Regions from separate parts of the Zea mays genome. Here regions 2, 3 and 4 are each linked to region 1. A link is a contact called in public Hi-C data. All regions are on one chromosome and are shown on one strand. The core of a region is the stretch at or near the end of the contact, and the rest is flanking DNA. Distances in the headings are between cores, read along the strand shown. Region 1 holds the start of LOC100192480. Region 2 holds the start of LOC100272368. Region 3 holds the start of LOC103632922 (aspartyl protease family protein At5g10770). Region 4 holds the start of LOC100217092 (nuclear ribonuclease Z).

Evidence for each region. Hi-C and Micro-C count contacts between places; a contact is called where the count stands out from the background.
Region 2: a contact with region 1 is called in a Hi-C map of ear, with 2.0 times the contacts expected there. The contact joins the promoter of LOC100272368 here to the promoter of LOC100192480 in region 1. A contact is called at or near these places in 3 of 25 Hi-C or Micro-C datasets (ear, leaf and tassel).
Region 3: a Hi-C map of ear shows a contact between it and region 1, with 4 times the contacts expected there. The contact joins the promoter of LOC103632922 here to the promoter of LOC100192480 in region 1. A contact is called at or near these places in 12 of 25 Hi-C or Micro-C datasets (bundle sheath, ear, endosperm and 5 more) and 1 of 3 datasets of contacts at active chromatin or transcription factors (leaf).
Region 4: a Hi-C map of ear shows a contact between it and region 1, with 5 times the contacts expected there. The contact joins the promoter of LOC100217092 here to the promoter of LOC100192480 in region 1. A contact is called at or near these places in 2 of 25 Hi-C or Micro-C datasets (both in ear).

Annotation. Positions count from the first base shown.
Region 1 is chr7:136,989,141-136,992,590 of Zm-B73-REFERENCE-NAM-5.0, forward strand. It overlaps LOC100192480, which reads left to right and starts at 1,276. Exons shown (of 21, transcript NM_001137700.2): 1 at 1,276-1,596; 2 at 3,101-3,152; 3 at 3,270-3,432.
Region 2 is chr7:137,152,861-137,156,467 of Zm-B73-REFERENCE-NAM-5.0, forward strand. LOC100272368 reads left to right here and starts at 1,406. Exons shown (of 3, transcript NM_001310034.1): 1 at 1,406-1,616; 2 at 1,777-2,199; 3 at 3,188-3,607. The coding sequence starts at 1,491.
Region 3 is chr7:136,784,063-136,787,572 of Zm-B73-REFERENCE-NAM-5.0, forward strand. LOC103632922 (aspartyl protease family protein At5g10770) reads left to right here and starts at 1,449. Exons shown (of 2, transcript XM_008654634.4): 1 at 1,449-1,750; 2 at 2,601-3,510. The coding sequence starts at 1,579.
Region 4 is chr7:137,203,468-137,206,541 of Zm-B73-REFERENCE-NAM-5.0, forward strand. It overlaps LOC100217092 (nuclear ribonuclease Z), which reads right to left and starts at 1,698. Exons shown (of 10, transcript NM_001143461.1): 1 at 1,224-1,698; 2 at 864-1,026; 3 at 716-786; 4 at 527-622; 5 at 330-443; 6 at 95-163. The coding sequence starts at 1,619.

The DNA.
Region 1 (3,450 bases), core at 26-2,525:
CATTACCGTGTGCATGCATGCATGCAAATTTGCATTCTAGCAGCCACAGTGGTCCGGTACTTTTTTTCGCGGCGAGCTGTTACTGTATGCGGCTTGCCCAGGAATCTCGCGAGAAACACGGATGGCTCAACTGTATCCCGTTGACGATCCCTTGGGAACTGGATCTGGACTGTAGCACGAGCACTCAGCTTTTGTCCTACGAGCTCTCTCTCTATGATTCAAGAACTCTAGGGTAGAAACACTTGTCGTAGAAATTGTTTGCATGAGTTTTATCCAATCAAATCCATATGCCATTTGTTAATGCGGGTGCATGCAAGTGCTAGTACATGGAGCCGAGGTAGTAGAGAGTAAACTCATATACAGCTTCATATCCAATCTATAAATTTCATACCATGTTAGAGAGTAAACTCATATACAGTTTCATATCCAATTTATAAATTTCATACCATGTTTCTTGATTCAGCGAACGAAAACAAAGTCTGTCGTGTAGGACAGTTCGGCTAGACCGGGGACCTACCGGCTTGATGGAGAGTCGGTGCAGATCGGCTTCGCAGTAACGTCGAGGTAGAGCGTGCTGATAACGTATTGAGAACTACGTTACCACGGATCACCAGATCCGCTCCCTTCCTTCTCGCCAGCAGTAGAGGCGTAAGAAGCTGTAGAGAATCCGTCTCCCTTTCCATAAGCACGACAGAGAAAACACATGAAACAAGATATAGGGTTGAGCCTCTGGCCTCTTTCTGATCTCTGTATTATGAGATGGTGTACAGGTTCCTTATATAGAGATGTGAGACCCCTCATGAACGAAGCAAATATTTACACATATAACCCTAACTAAGGTTACTTAATAAATTATACATGTGAGTCATATCCTGCATGGGTCGATACAAAATAACATATTTTGATGCTATAAACCTACATCCATTTATAAACTCAAAATTATTGTATCTAACTAGTACTCCCTCCGTCCCAAGATATAAGGCGTAACCACTTTTTATTCTTGTCCCACAATATAAGGCGTGCTCTCTCTATACATACGTATATCGATGCAGTGGTCTAGAGACAATTAAATGCATTTCTTGGTCTTTGAACCAGAGGTGGTTACGCCTTATATACTGAGACGGAGGGAGTAACTAGTTAGCATGGTGAGCATGCGCATGGATGTACATCCATCCAATCAGGCTGATTGTGGAGGCCCACATCCAAGTCCTAAATCAAGTCCGTTGGACCAGAAGAGAACGCACCCATGATCATCCCGTCTCCCCTCCACTCGTCTCTCCGTTCGGCCGTGTCCAGTCTCCAGTCCGCAACGGAAGGAGAGGAGGCGTCGAGGGAAAATCGCGCCAACCGGGCCGAACGAATCGTCGGAAGGCCGGGGAGGAGGTCTAGAAGGTGTGGGAATGGCGACGGGGCTTGCCTTGGCGGCGGCGCCTCATGTTGCTTCGGTCACGGGATCGGGGACAGTGGAGGAGCAGGCGGCGGGGGTCGGCATCTTGCTTCAGATATCAATGCTCGTGCTCTCGTTCGTGCTCGGGCATATCCTGCGCCGCCGAAAGTTCTACTACATCCCCGAGGCCAGCGGCTCACTCCTGATCGGTCCGTACGCGTACCCCGTCCGCCATCTTGATCCTCGTAGTTTTGTCTGCTAGAATATTGAGACGCCGATCAGCAAATTCGGTCGGAGCTGTGGATTCTATAATTCAAGTCATCGGGGGATGGTAAGCTAAAGGTGCCGGATAAGTTGGGGTTTGGGGATGTTGAGTCCGGCTATGACAAATGCGAGCTGCGACGTGACGCGTTCGGCCAAATCAAATGTTCAACTGGCATAAGAGACTTCAGTTTTCTTTTATTTGAGAGAGAGGACTGAGGATATGAGAGTGTTTTTAAGGGGTCCTTGGGTTCGATGAAAAAAAAGCACCATACTGTATGGTTTCATGTTTCTGATTCTATTATCATGGCGTGTCAATAGCTATAATTTGTCCGTGCTTTTGGAGGAGAGCAAACGAGCCTGCACCTTGGCATTTTTCACTTAATTATAAGCATGCTTGTTATCCTGATCAGCTATCTTGTTGCTGCTAGAAACTGATTTAGTTTTTATGACAAGTGAGGGTTTAAGATGAAATGTGACATTTGGATGGATTGTCATATAACTAATGGCCCGTTTAGTTTCTTTAGTCAAGTACTAAAGTTAGTTAGGGGAATAAAATTTAGTCTCTATCCTGTTTGGTTGTAGGGATTAAAAGTATTCAAAACGAATTAAATAAACCATAAGAGGACCAAAATACCCCTTAGCATTCTCTTGTCATTAGTGCAAATAAAGTAAAGGAGGGGCAAAAGGTGAAATTAATATGATTTAATTTCTTTTAGTCACCTCTTAAGAGACTAGAGACTAAAACAATTTAGTCTCTGTTTTAGTCCCACCGTTTGACAATTTAGGGACTAAATGACACTAAAATGGAGGGACTAATCTTTAGTCCCTCAAACCAAACGGGGCCTAAGACTATCTATTTTCTATCTACTAACATTAATAATAGAACCTCTAGTAAGATGAGTCACTTTTAGAGTCAGGCAATACATTTGAGTCTACGTTCACTTTCACACTACAGTTACTAGATATTTGGTCAGTAAGTTAATGGCACATAAAACATGTGGGACGACTTTTTTCCTGTTCCTGGTAATTTTCCTGATAATAACGTTGTTCTAACGAAATTGAATGCTGATTTTCTGCATTTTTCCTAAAACAGTTGTATGCTTCATGTGACACGTGTTAGGTCACTTGTTAGGACTCAGGAGTTAATGTGTTTACCTAGAAACCTAACACAAGCACTCATATAGTTGATAGCCATGCTCATGAGTTGCCAAGTTGATTATATCGACTTACTTTTCTTGATAATATGAATTACTGAGGGCCTTTAGGAGCTTTTCCTTTGTTATTTTATTAAGGCATGTGCCAGAATAGGAATAGTCATATTATCTTGAATCGACACTATTAACTACTGAGCTGTTATACAACTTTCTTCTGGCAAACTGAAGCCTTTAGGATTGCACCGTGTGCCTGATGAGAAATGAGAAATCATCCAATTTTTTGTGTGTGCGCCAGGGATGATTGTTGGAGGGCTTGCTAACATATCAAACACTCAGAAAAGCATCAGGTGTATATGCTACATTTCTTGCTCCTTTTGGTTGACCAAACAATCCCCACAAAAGCATTGTTGTTTGTTAGTTTCTGAACACTATTTGATGTTTATTTCCGTTCTTTGTTAATTCAGGAGATGGTTTAATTTTCGGGAGGACTTCTTCCTTCTCTTTTTACTGCCTCCAATTATATTATATCCTTGATTGTATTCTGCTTTTATTTCTTATTGGTTCTTGTAGAATTGTTCATGTTTTACTTGACTGCATCTTACCCAGTCCGGATTCAGCTTAGCACCAGTAAGTGTTGGATCTTGA
Region 2 (3,607 bases), core at 156-2,655, 160 kb after region 1:
GAGTCTTGCATGCAATTTCTTTTGTTTGAATAACGTTTTCAACTTAAATTCCTTTTTTATATGTGTGACATTTATTCTCCGTAATATTTTTTTCCATAGATCAGACTTGTGAGTCATTTTCATAAACCAACGCCAAAGATGAATCCATGTTTTTTACTTGGAAATCCCGAACAAACACCACTAGCAGGAGGCGCTAGCGTTGGCGTCGCTCATCAATGACGAGAAGAAGTTTGGCGACTGCCAGTTCGACCTTTGGAAACAGTCATACGTGGCTGCATGCGCCGCTGTGTTCGGCAAGCTCCGGCGCAGACGCCGCTTGGACGCGGTCCAGAGCGGCTGCACCACGCTGTCCATCTTCAAACAGGGGGCCTCATGGTCGTCACCAACGTCGGCGACTCTCGAGTTGTTCTGGGCACTGCATCCGATGACGTAGCCGTCACGCCATCCAGCTCATCATTCACCTGAAGCTCAATATGCCACGTAAGTCGCTACTGATCGGCCATGAATTCTTGTGTGTTGGGACGACGGTCGTTGCTGACGTTGTGTGAGTATCCTCGAATAAGATGTATGTAGAGGAGTAGCACATCCGGTAGTGCAACGGCTAGATGTACTACCTCGCTGATGAGTCCGGGGTGCACTTCGTTTGGCAGCCCAGCCAAGAGTCATCGTTACTTGCCATGTCGTGCGCGTTCGACGACTATTATATCAAGGACTGTGGCGTCATCTTGGCGCCAGAGGTGACACAGAGGAGGACCGATAACAATGACCACTCGCCATCGTCGGGGTAGCTTTTGTGCCGGCCTGCCTTTAATTCTCTTCGCGAACACATACACTTGTTTTTTTGTTTAAGCAAGCGTGTATGGTGGTGCGTACCTGATGACTGACAATTTACGAGGGAATTTGTACGGGCAGGTGTGGCACGTGCTTTTCAATGATGAGACCATGCAAATCGTGACATATATCGAAGTCTGTATGATACTGATAGTTGCAATGTAGCAGTGAAACAGTTAAATTAAAATAATAAAATTTGTATATGACTAGGATTACAAATGAATTATGAAACATTTTTTATAACAATATAAGATACATTTTATATATAAGTTATCATATTATTATATGTTCCCGTTATAACGCACGGGCAATCACCTATAGCCCCTTTGATTCTCTAGTCTCGCGATCTCGCCGGCTTCTAGGCCCATGTCGAACCTTCCGGAAGCGCAAATGATACCCTCCACTCCTCCAGCAGCGAGGCCCATCCGCCCATGCCGAACCTCCCGGAAGCGCAAATGGCACTCCAGCACCAGCGAACGAGTCTGGGTCTATGTCGAACTTTCTAGAAGCGCGGCGCCAAATAAATACCCCACTACCTCAATCCTCGCTGCCCCTCTCGATTCGGAAAACCTCCAAGGCTCCAACCCTAGCCGCGATCCGACAACGCCTCCATCCCTAGCCGACTGCTGCAAGCTTCAGAGCTCAAGAGTCAGGGCGCCATGGCGACAGAGACGGAGACCTTCGCCTTTCAGGCTGAGATCAACCAGCTGCTCTCACTCATCATCAACACCTTCTATTCCAACAAGGAGATCTTCCTCCGGGAGCTCATTTCCAACTCTTCCGATGTAAGTCCGCCCCGTTAAGTCGAAGTCTGGGTGCATCTTAGTGTGTTAGTGTTTGGGCGGTAACTTGTGCTATGGTGTGATTACACACTGCGGTTAATACTGTTTCTGACGCTTGATTTTGCGCTCCTACTTGGTGCTGTTTTTTGTGCGACTTCTGCAGGCGTTGGACAAAATCAGGTTCGAGAGCCTCACTGACAAGAGCAAGCTCGATGCGCAGCCGGAGCTGTTCATCCACATTGTACCAGACAAGGCTTCGAACACGCTCTCCATCATCGACAGCGGCATCGGCATGACCAAGTCCGACCTTGTCAACAACCTCGGTACCATCGCCAGGTCCGGGACCAAGGAGTTCATGGAAGCCCTTGCTGCTGGCGCTGATGTGTCTATGATTGGGCAGTTCGGTGTCGGTTTCTACTCTGCCTACCTCGTCGCCGAGAGGGTCGTCGTGACCACCAAGCATAACGATGACGAGCAGTACGTGTGGGAATCCCAGGCGGGCGGGTCGTTCACTGTTACTCGTGACACGTCTGGGGAGCAGCTTGGCAGGGGTACTAAGATTACACTTTTCCTCAAGGAAGATCAGGTATGCAGGAAGCTGGATCAATCAAAGCTCGTTATTATGGTATCTGTTGCATTGCTTGATGTAATCTGTTCTAATTGCATAACCCAAGTATGCCTGTGTTTCATCTAGCTATCTTTTAACTATCCTGTACAACTGGTACTGATAGTACTTCAGGACTTCTGGTTACTGGGAATGCTTCTGTTTTCATACTAGATAGACTATATAGATTACTGTTGTGCCTGATGTTATCTACTAGTCCTAAGATGGTAAAATTTATGAAAAATATAGGCTTTTGGTGAAGTTGACTTATGGATGCGAGCACCACTTGCTTTGGTTCATCACGTTGACCCAAAATTTGCTAAAATTGAAAAATGTCATCACTATCTCATTAGTTAGCTGATCTGAAATAATCCATCCATGGGTAGAGCACTTACATCGGGTATTGTTTCTTATGGCTTATTACATGGCTTGTCTACATTTGATACATCATATGCACATTGGGGATGAAATCATTTTTGGGTACTTGTACTGAATTACTGATTAGGGGAAACAGTTCAACATGATCTTCTGCAAATTGTGATATTAATTAGAAGCCAACTTTCTTATCATGGAGATGTCCCTGCGAATTAGCACATGTGCATACCTAACACAGCATCCAAGTTTGTTCAACAACTGTGTTATTACTAGTTGGCCACTTGGTATTTTTTTTTGTTTTAAAATGAACGTGCAATTGAGTAAAGCAGGGATGTATATTTATTTTTATGCTTGCTTTGCTGTATCCATTATATTATATATACTGAATGTTCATTGGAGTGTCCTGTAAAGAAAATAAATTGGTTAATTATTTCTAGGGCTCTTAAGGTAACAGTACAAACTATTTGATGTTTTCTGTTGTCATCAATCACCTCATTGATTTTTCAGGACTGTGTTCATTTTCTGTGTAGTTATTTGCTTTTCTGTGAAAGCTGTTGGTGTTTCTTGTACTCACCTTTCAACTTCTCTCTTGCAGTTAGAATACCTTGAGGAGCGTCGCCTCAAGGATTTGGTCAAGAAGCACTCTGAGTTCATCAGCTACCCCATCTCCCTGTGGACCGAAAAGACAACGGAGAAGGAGATTTCTGATGATGAAGATGAGGAAGAGAAGAAAGACGCTGAGGAGGGAAAGGTTGAGGATGTTGACGAGGAGAAGGAAGAGAAAGAAAAAAAGAAAAAGAAGATCAAGGAGGTTTCTCACGAGTGGTCATTGATCAACAAGCAGAAGCCCATCTGGATGAGGAAGCCAGAAGAGATCACAAAGGAAGAATATGCTGCCTTCTACAAAAGCTTGACAAATGACTGGGAGGAGCATCTGGCTGTGAAGCACTTCTCTGTGGAGGGTCAGCTGGAGTTCAAGGCTGTTCTCTTTGTTCCTAAGAGGGCCCCATTTGAT
Region 3 (3,510 bases), core at 199-2,698, 200 kb before region 1:
TCTAAAAAAAAGGTATAGAACTCTAGAACATTCAGACGTCTTCGTTTGTTTCCTCTCAGAAAGTCGGGTCCGGCTCCGCGAACGAATCTAATCTTCTCGAGCTTACTGTGTTTGAAAGAAAAGAAAAACGTGAGAAAACACTGGCCGTCCATCCAGTGCTAGTCGCGTAGTAGGCGCGCTTTTGCCGGTTAGGTACAAGACGACGTAGAGGTAGAGCTGCTTTTCTAGCTCGATTTGTTTTGGGCAACCGCAAGCCTGATTGGGCCAGCTAGCTCATGCCACGGCAACCACGAGCAGGCGCTGCCTTTTTCCTCGCGCTGTCGTGCTCGTGCACGCATATCAGCGCATCCATGTCTGAAGGTACGCGTCGCGTCGAACAAAGCTTTCGAGTTCTAAACACCCCCGCGCCGCCGCTGACCATAATCCTATTGTTACATTCGTGTTTCATCCCGGTACCGGTACGCACGGCTGTCACATAGGTCACGGAGTCCCTACCTGCTGCTTGTCATGCAGCTGAGGAGCACTGGTGCGCTCGCGTGTCCGATTCAGCGTCCTGTTCCCAAAGGATGAAAGGAATGCGACTCCCTCCCTACCCTAGTTCGCGCGGCTCTGGCAGTCCCTACTAGTGCTTCTCTGTACTGTACCCCGGCTTGGATCAGCGTACGTACGTAACCGCTGCACTGATGACCCACGCACGGCACGATCGTGGCAGCGACGCGTCGAAGGAAGTCACGGCGCCATGATTACGGTCACCATCTCATGCGATGCGCCGTGGCTCACCGCGCACCTCGGCGCGGGTAGAGGCATCCGGCCTCGACGACGCCTTTTCCGACTAGGTGGTGGACCGTGGACGACATGAAAGCTACTGTACGTCCTCATCATCCGTGGGCAGCACGAGCACTCACTCGGACCCATTCGCCACCGGCCGCCGCGGTCGTCGCTGTCGACGGGGATACATAGGATCTCGACGGCTCCAAGGCGGAGTGCTGTCATTTTCTCTCCCCCCTACACCGAACGCGTCCCGGTCGGTCTAAGCGAATCGAGGAGGGAGGAAGAGTGAGTGATCAGGCCGGGCCGGGCCGGGGACGACGCGCCGTCTTCAGGTGCGTCGTGCGGGGTAAAAACGCGTCGTGCATAGTTGACGCGCGCGCCCGCGACGCCTGCCGGCCCGCTTTCAGACTCCTTCACTTCCGTAGAGGCGCGTCGCGTGCGCGCGGAGTGCGGACGACGACCCCGCCCGGCACTGGTTCCGCTTCCGCCGCCCTGCCATGTTTTCGTCTGGTCCGTCGCCTCCGTACGTCGCTCGGTGACTGCCTGGGTGAGGTCGCGCGGCCGTTGGGTTGGGTGGGCCCGTCCTTGCGCGCGTGTGCGTGTGGCGCACGGCCTAATTTTTGCGCACGGCCGTAGACTTTGATGCGGTGCGGCACGAAACACACTTGAGGTCGCGCGGCTGGGCAACAAGCAGTCAAGCGCTAGTATTATATATATAAGCAGCGTCCCGTCGTCTATCTCGGAGTCGACCGGAGTGATTAGCGAGCGATAGCAGGTGGCTAATAGAGAGCCCCAGTCCAGTCCCCCATGGCGTCCGTGACGCGGCGCGCTCTGTCCCGTGGCTGCTGCCTCGCGGCTGTGCTCGCGCTAGCAGTTGTCGCGTCAGTGGCGGCGGAGGACGAGACCACCAGCGGGCCGAGCTGGCACGTCGTCAGCGTCACCGCCATGCTGCCGAGCGCGGACTGCACGCCTGCGAGAGGTAGGCTTCTCGTCTGTCTGTTGCTATTTCTCCTCCTTGCACTGCTGATCTTTTTGGGTTTCGGTGCTATGGAAACTGCTACCGTGCTATGGTCGGCATTGCCATTATCACCCTTGAACCCAAAGGATGCACGGTTAGGTTAGCAGTGCGACGATGCGTGGATTGCAGGATACGGCTGATATGTCTAGACAACTATACTGTATTCTTTGATCACCATGGAGATACACAAACTATATAATATAAACAGAAGAGTGGAAGGTGTATTTTTGGGTTCTGGCCGGAGTTCCCAACGGTTGTACCAGGCAGTATCTTGAGTTTGGTACCTTTTTTTTTTGTCGTCTTCTCTTCGATCCAAGTGGACACGCTAGGTATAAATGTACTTCCGAATAGGAGAAGAAGTCTCTACACGGGATTCCTAGTATTTCCTAGACATTGGTCAACCAAGTACATATACGTACGCACGCTATAACGTAGATAAAGAAACTGTAAGTATGTGTAAATCCTATCGTTAGACACTCGGACCAGATAGCTTAGCTTTATGCCTAAGTCAACATTTTGACAAGCAAGTTGGTTATATTGCACACTTGCAGCACTAACTAATCCTGTTGCTGTTCGGTACACACCACACCACACGACACGACAGTTGCACAAAGGGAACTTTTTGATGTGACCATCCAACCAAAAAAGACCAAATTAAGAAGTGCTCCCAAAAGAATTGCAAACACAGAATTGTATCGTCGTCCGTTGTTAACTGAAAGAATGATTCGGTTGGTATTGCGCGGTTGCTGCTGTGATCTCTCTCTCTTGTCAAACTCAAACACTACAGCAATAACCGGTGTATATCATGCAGCGGCATCAAACTCGTCGGCCCTCAGTGTGGTGCACCGGCACGGCCCATGCTCGCCGCTGCTGGCACGGGGCGGCGAGCCGTCTCACGCGGAGATCCTAGACAGGGACCAGGACAGGGTCGACTCAATCCACCGCATGACCGCTGGCCCGTGGACGGCCGGCCAGTCCAGCGCCTCCAAGGGCGTGTCCCTGCCGGCGCACAGGGGCCTCCGCCTCGGCACGGCCAATTACATCGTCTCGGTTGGCCTCGGGACGCCCAGGAGGGACCTGTTGGTGGTGTTCGACACCGGCAGCGACCTCTCGTGGGTGCAGTGCAAGCCGTGCAACAACTGCTACAAGCAGCACGACCCGCTCTTCGACCCGTCGCAGTCGACGACCTACTCCGCCGTGCCCTGCGGCGCGCAGGAGTGCCTCGACTCGGGGACCTGCTCGTCGGGCAAGTGCCGGTACGAGGTCGTCTACGGCGACATGTCGCAGACGGACGGCAACCTCGCGCGCGACACGCTGACGCTGGGCCCGTCGTCCGACCAGCTCCAGGGCTTCGTCTTCGGGTGCGGCGACGACGACACCGGTCTGTTCGGAAGGGCCGACGGGCTGTTCGGCCTCGGCCGCGACAGGGTGTCGCTGGCCTCGCAGGCGGCCGCCAGGTACGGCGCGGGGTTCTCCTACTGCCTGCCCTCGTCGTGGCGCGCCGAGGGGTACCTGTCCCTCGGGAGCGCCGCCGCGCCGCCCCACGCCCAGTTCACGGCGATGGTGACGCGCAGCGACACCCCGTCCTTCTACTACCTTGACCTGGTCGGCATCAAGGTGGCCGGACGGACGGTCAGGGTGGCCCCGGCCGTGTTCAAGGCGCCCGGCACCGTGATCGACTCGGGCACAGTCATCACCCGTCTCCCTTCCCGCGCCTACTC
Region 4 (3,074 bases), core at 448-2,947, 210 kb after region 1:
TTAGCAACTAAAACAGTAATAATTTCTTATATTCATCAGGAGTTCCAAAAGCCTCATCGGCAGGTTGAGGGAGTAATGGCACATAAATTGTCACCTCAGAAAGATGCATGTGGCCATGTTCCCTAGCATGCTCAACATCAACATGGTCATCTAGGAACGTTGCCTGAAGAGTGCAAAACTATGTTGGTACCAATAATAAAAAAACGCGAAGAACTTCAAATTGTTCTTCATGTTTCATATTTGAAGTACATCTGATGAACAGGCTAGTGCAATTATTTCTTCATTTACAGTATGTAAGAACAAATACTGGATGTGTAAAGACACAATACCTCAGTTATGAGAACCTTTGCTCTCAAGGCATCTGCATTTCTTGGGTCAAGAATAAAATCAGACTTTGTATCTCCTGTGAAGGCAACTTCTGGGTACAGTATGGTATCCGTAATCTAATATTAAAACATGTTGTGAATACCATGTGGGAGATATTCCTAAGCAATAGGGTCCAGTTTCAAAGCACCTCACAGCTCACCTCGGTTCCTGATTGCTTCAGTTTCATTATTTGACTACCCTTCAAATGAGCATACTGTTTTTTCAACTTTCTTCGAATAGAGTAGATGACATAACCCTTTACACCGTTCATGGGATGGATAATATCAATAGGCATTAAATCGTGACAAATAACAAAAAATAAATGTCTGCTAGCTCTAAGAAGAAGTACCTGGCTGGGTATAGTGTGGTACGTTTGAAATGGCCTGGCAACAAGATCATTACGTATTTCATATGTCTCTCCTGAAAGAAGTCGTTGCATTATAAGGAAACAAACAAGCAGCAAAAAATACAAATCAGTAATGAAGCAATATCCATACCCAAATCTAGTGCAACTAATTCAACTTTTAGCTCAATTTGACTCGTTCTACGATGGACTTGAAGCAGATCCTCGACATCATCCCTGATGCAGGGTGGTACAAACACAGTAGGAGGCTTCAAGTTGTAGAGGCCACGGGTAGCTATGTACATTGGAAGACCACCCTGCACGATCAGCACAGCAGAAATTGATGTGGTATTGTGGTAATCATCAGTGCGTCATTAATAGTTTTATAGTAGTTTTGTAAGAGCTGGACTTAGCAATGGCGCATGTAAACCTTAGGTGTTAGAGGTGTATAAGCAAACAAAGCAAAAGCAGAAATAGAGCCTGCAAATATGAAAACAGGGCCCGTGGCGCTCACGATGTGGTCGAGGTGGGCGTGGGTGATAAAGAGATAGTCCTGGCTGACGGCGAACTGCGGCCCGCGGCCGATGTCGAACGCCACGTTCAGCGACGGCACGGTGATGCAGGTCTCGTGCCCGCCCACCGAGATCCCTTCGATGGCGTACCCTTCCACCTCCACGCCCTTGCGCTGCACCTGGGCGCGCGCGCGCCGGTACTCCTCCTCGTCCGCCATCGCGCGGTCCAACACCGACAGAAGCCCAGCCCCCTTGCTTCCGCCTCTGCGGCTGCCGCTGGTGGCGGTGGAGGACTCCACTGGCTTCCTAGCGGCGAGGATCTGGAACCGGGGGCCATGGGCAGAGGTGCGGGAGAGGACACGGAGCGATGGGAGGGAGAAGAGAGAGGCGGTAACCATTTACAAGCTGCGAATTCGGGAGGCGGGATGAACGGTGGCGAGTCGCCGATGGCGAGAGTCGGGACCGCGGGGTTCTGGGTTTTGGACTCGGTGAGACGGTGAGCTCCAGAGCATGCTGGAGGATAACGAGTTGTATTTGCATCGCCGCCCCTGTATTGTTGCAATATCTGCTAGCCTCGCTGTAGTTGAGTGCATATCGTTACACCGTTAGTTTAAGGGAAATTTGGATCCATACCATTAAAAGATCACCACTTTGGATCCATACCATTACTATCTCACTTACAAATGGGTCCACATGAGTCAATGACATGTGGAGTCCATGGTATATATCTAAAGTTTGGATCTTTTAATGGTATAGATCCAATTGTTCCTTAGTTTAAATATATGACGAGATTAAGTAAGTTGGTGTAGGTAGTCGTACACCGTCTCCAACAAGACCTATATTTACGCCATGCTTATAGTGCCAAGGGGGCATGACAACAGAGTCTCAATAATAACAACCCACGTATCAGAAAGGATAAGACAACACGTCTAGTACATACTCATACATGATGGAGGGTGACACAAGCGCATTGATGAAAGATAAAGGTGTACTGAACACGAACCTCAACCTGTCGGTGTTTCGGACCCGGGGGACCCTCAACCGGACCGACTAGTGAATTTGTTGCTGCGTGTCCCTGCCCAGATGGTTTGATGCAAGATGGAACATAAGAGGGAAATAATGCTTATGTTATCTTGCACCGGGGTGCTCGTAGTAGGGGTTACAAGCGTTACGGGAGAGCGAGAACGAGAGAGAGAAAAAGAGAGGGTTCGACCTTGAGGCGAGCTGTCTGAGGCTGCCTCTACCGCGTCTCTCCTACTCTGCCTGCCTCCGCTCGTCTGCATCGCGCGTCCGTGTGTTCGTACGTCGCGCGTTCGTCTCTCCCCCTCCCGCTCCTCCCTTTCCATGGGGCCCTGGACATCCCTTTTTATAGATACAAGGAGATGCCCAGCTGTACAATGGGGGTGTAGCTATGTGCTAACGTGGCTGGCAGGGAAGTGCCTTGAGCCCTGTACAGGTAATAACGTGGCCGTCGGAGAAGTGCCTTGAGCCCTGTAGATGTACCAACGTGGCCGTCGGAGAAGTGCCTTGTGCCCTGTAGAAGCATAGCTGGCGGTGCGGCATGGATCTTGCTGACGTTTCCTTGCTTCTGTAGGGGGTTTGAGAGCACCCGACGTCATGGGCGCACACGGGGAACCATCATTACCTGTTACCGGAGTAACTTAGATGGGACACTGGTCTTGTTCCTTCGTAGCCTGAGGCGGCTAGCTAGGGGTAGGGTAATGATGGGTCCCTAGTAGCGTAGTTGATACGGGGCCGAGGTCGGGCGAGGCGACGACTCCTCTGAGGCCGAGGCCCAGGGTCGGGTGAGGCAGAGACCTTCTCCCGAGGCCGAGGTTGAGGCCGAGGCCCAG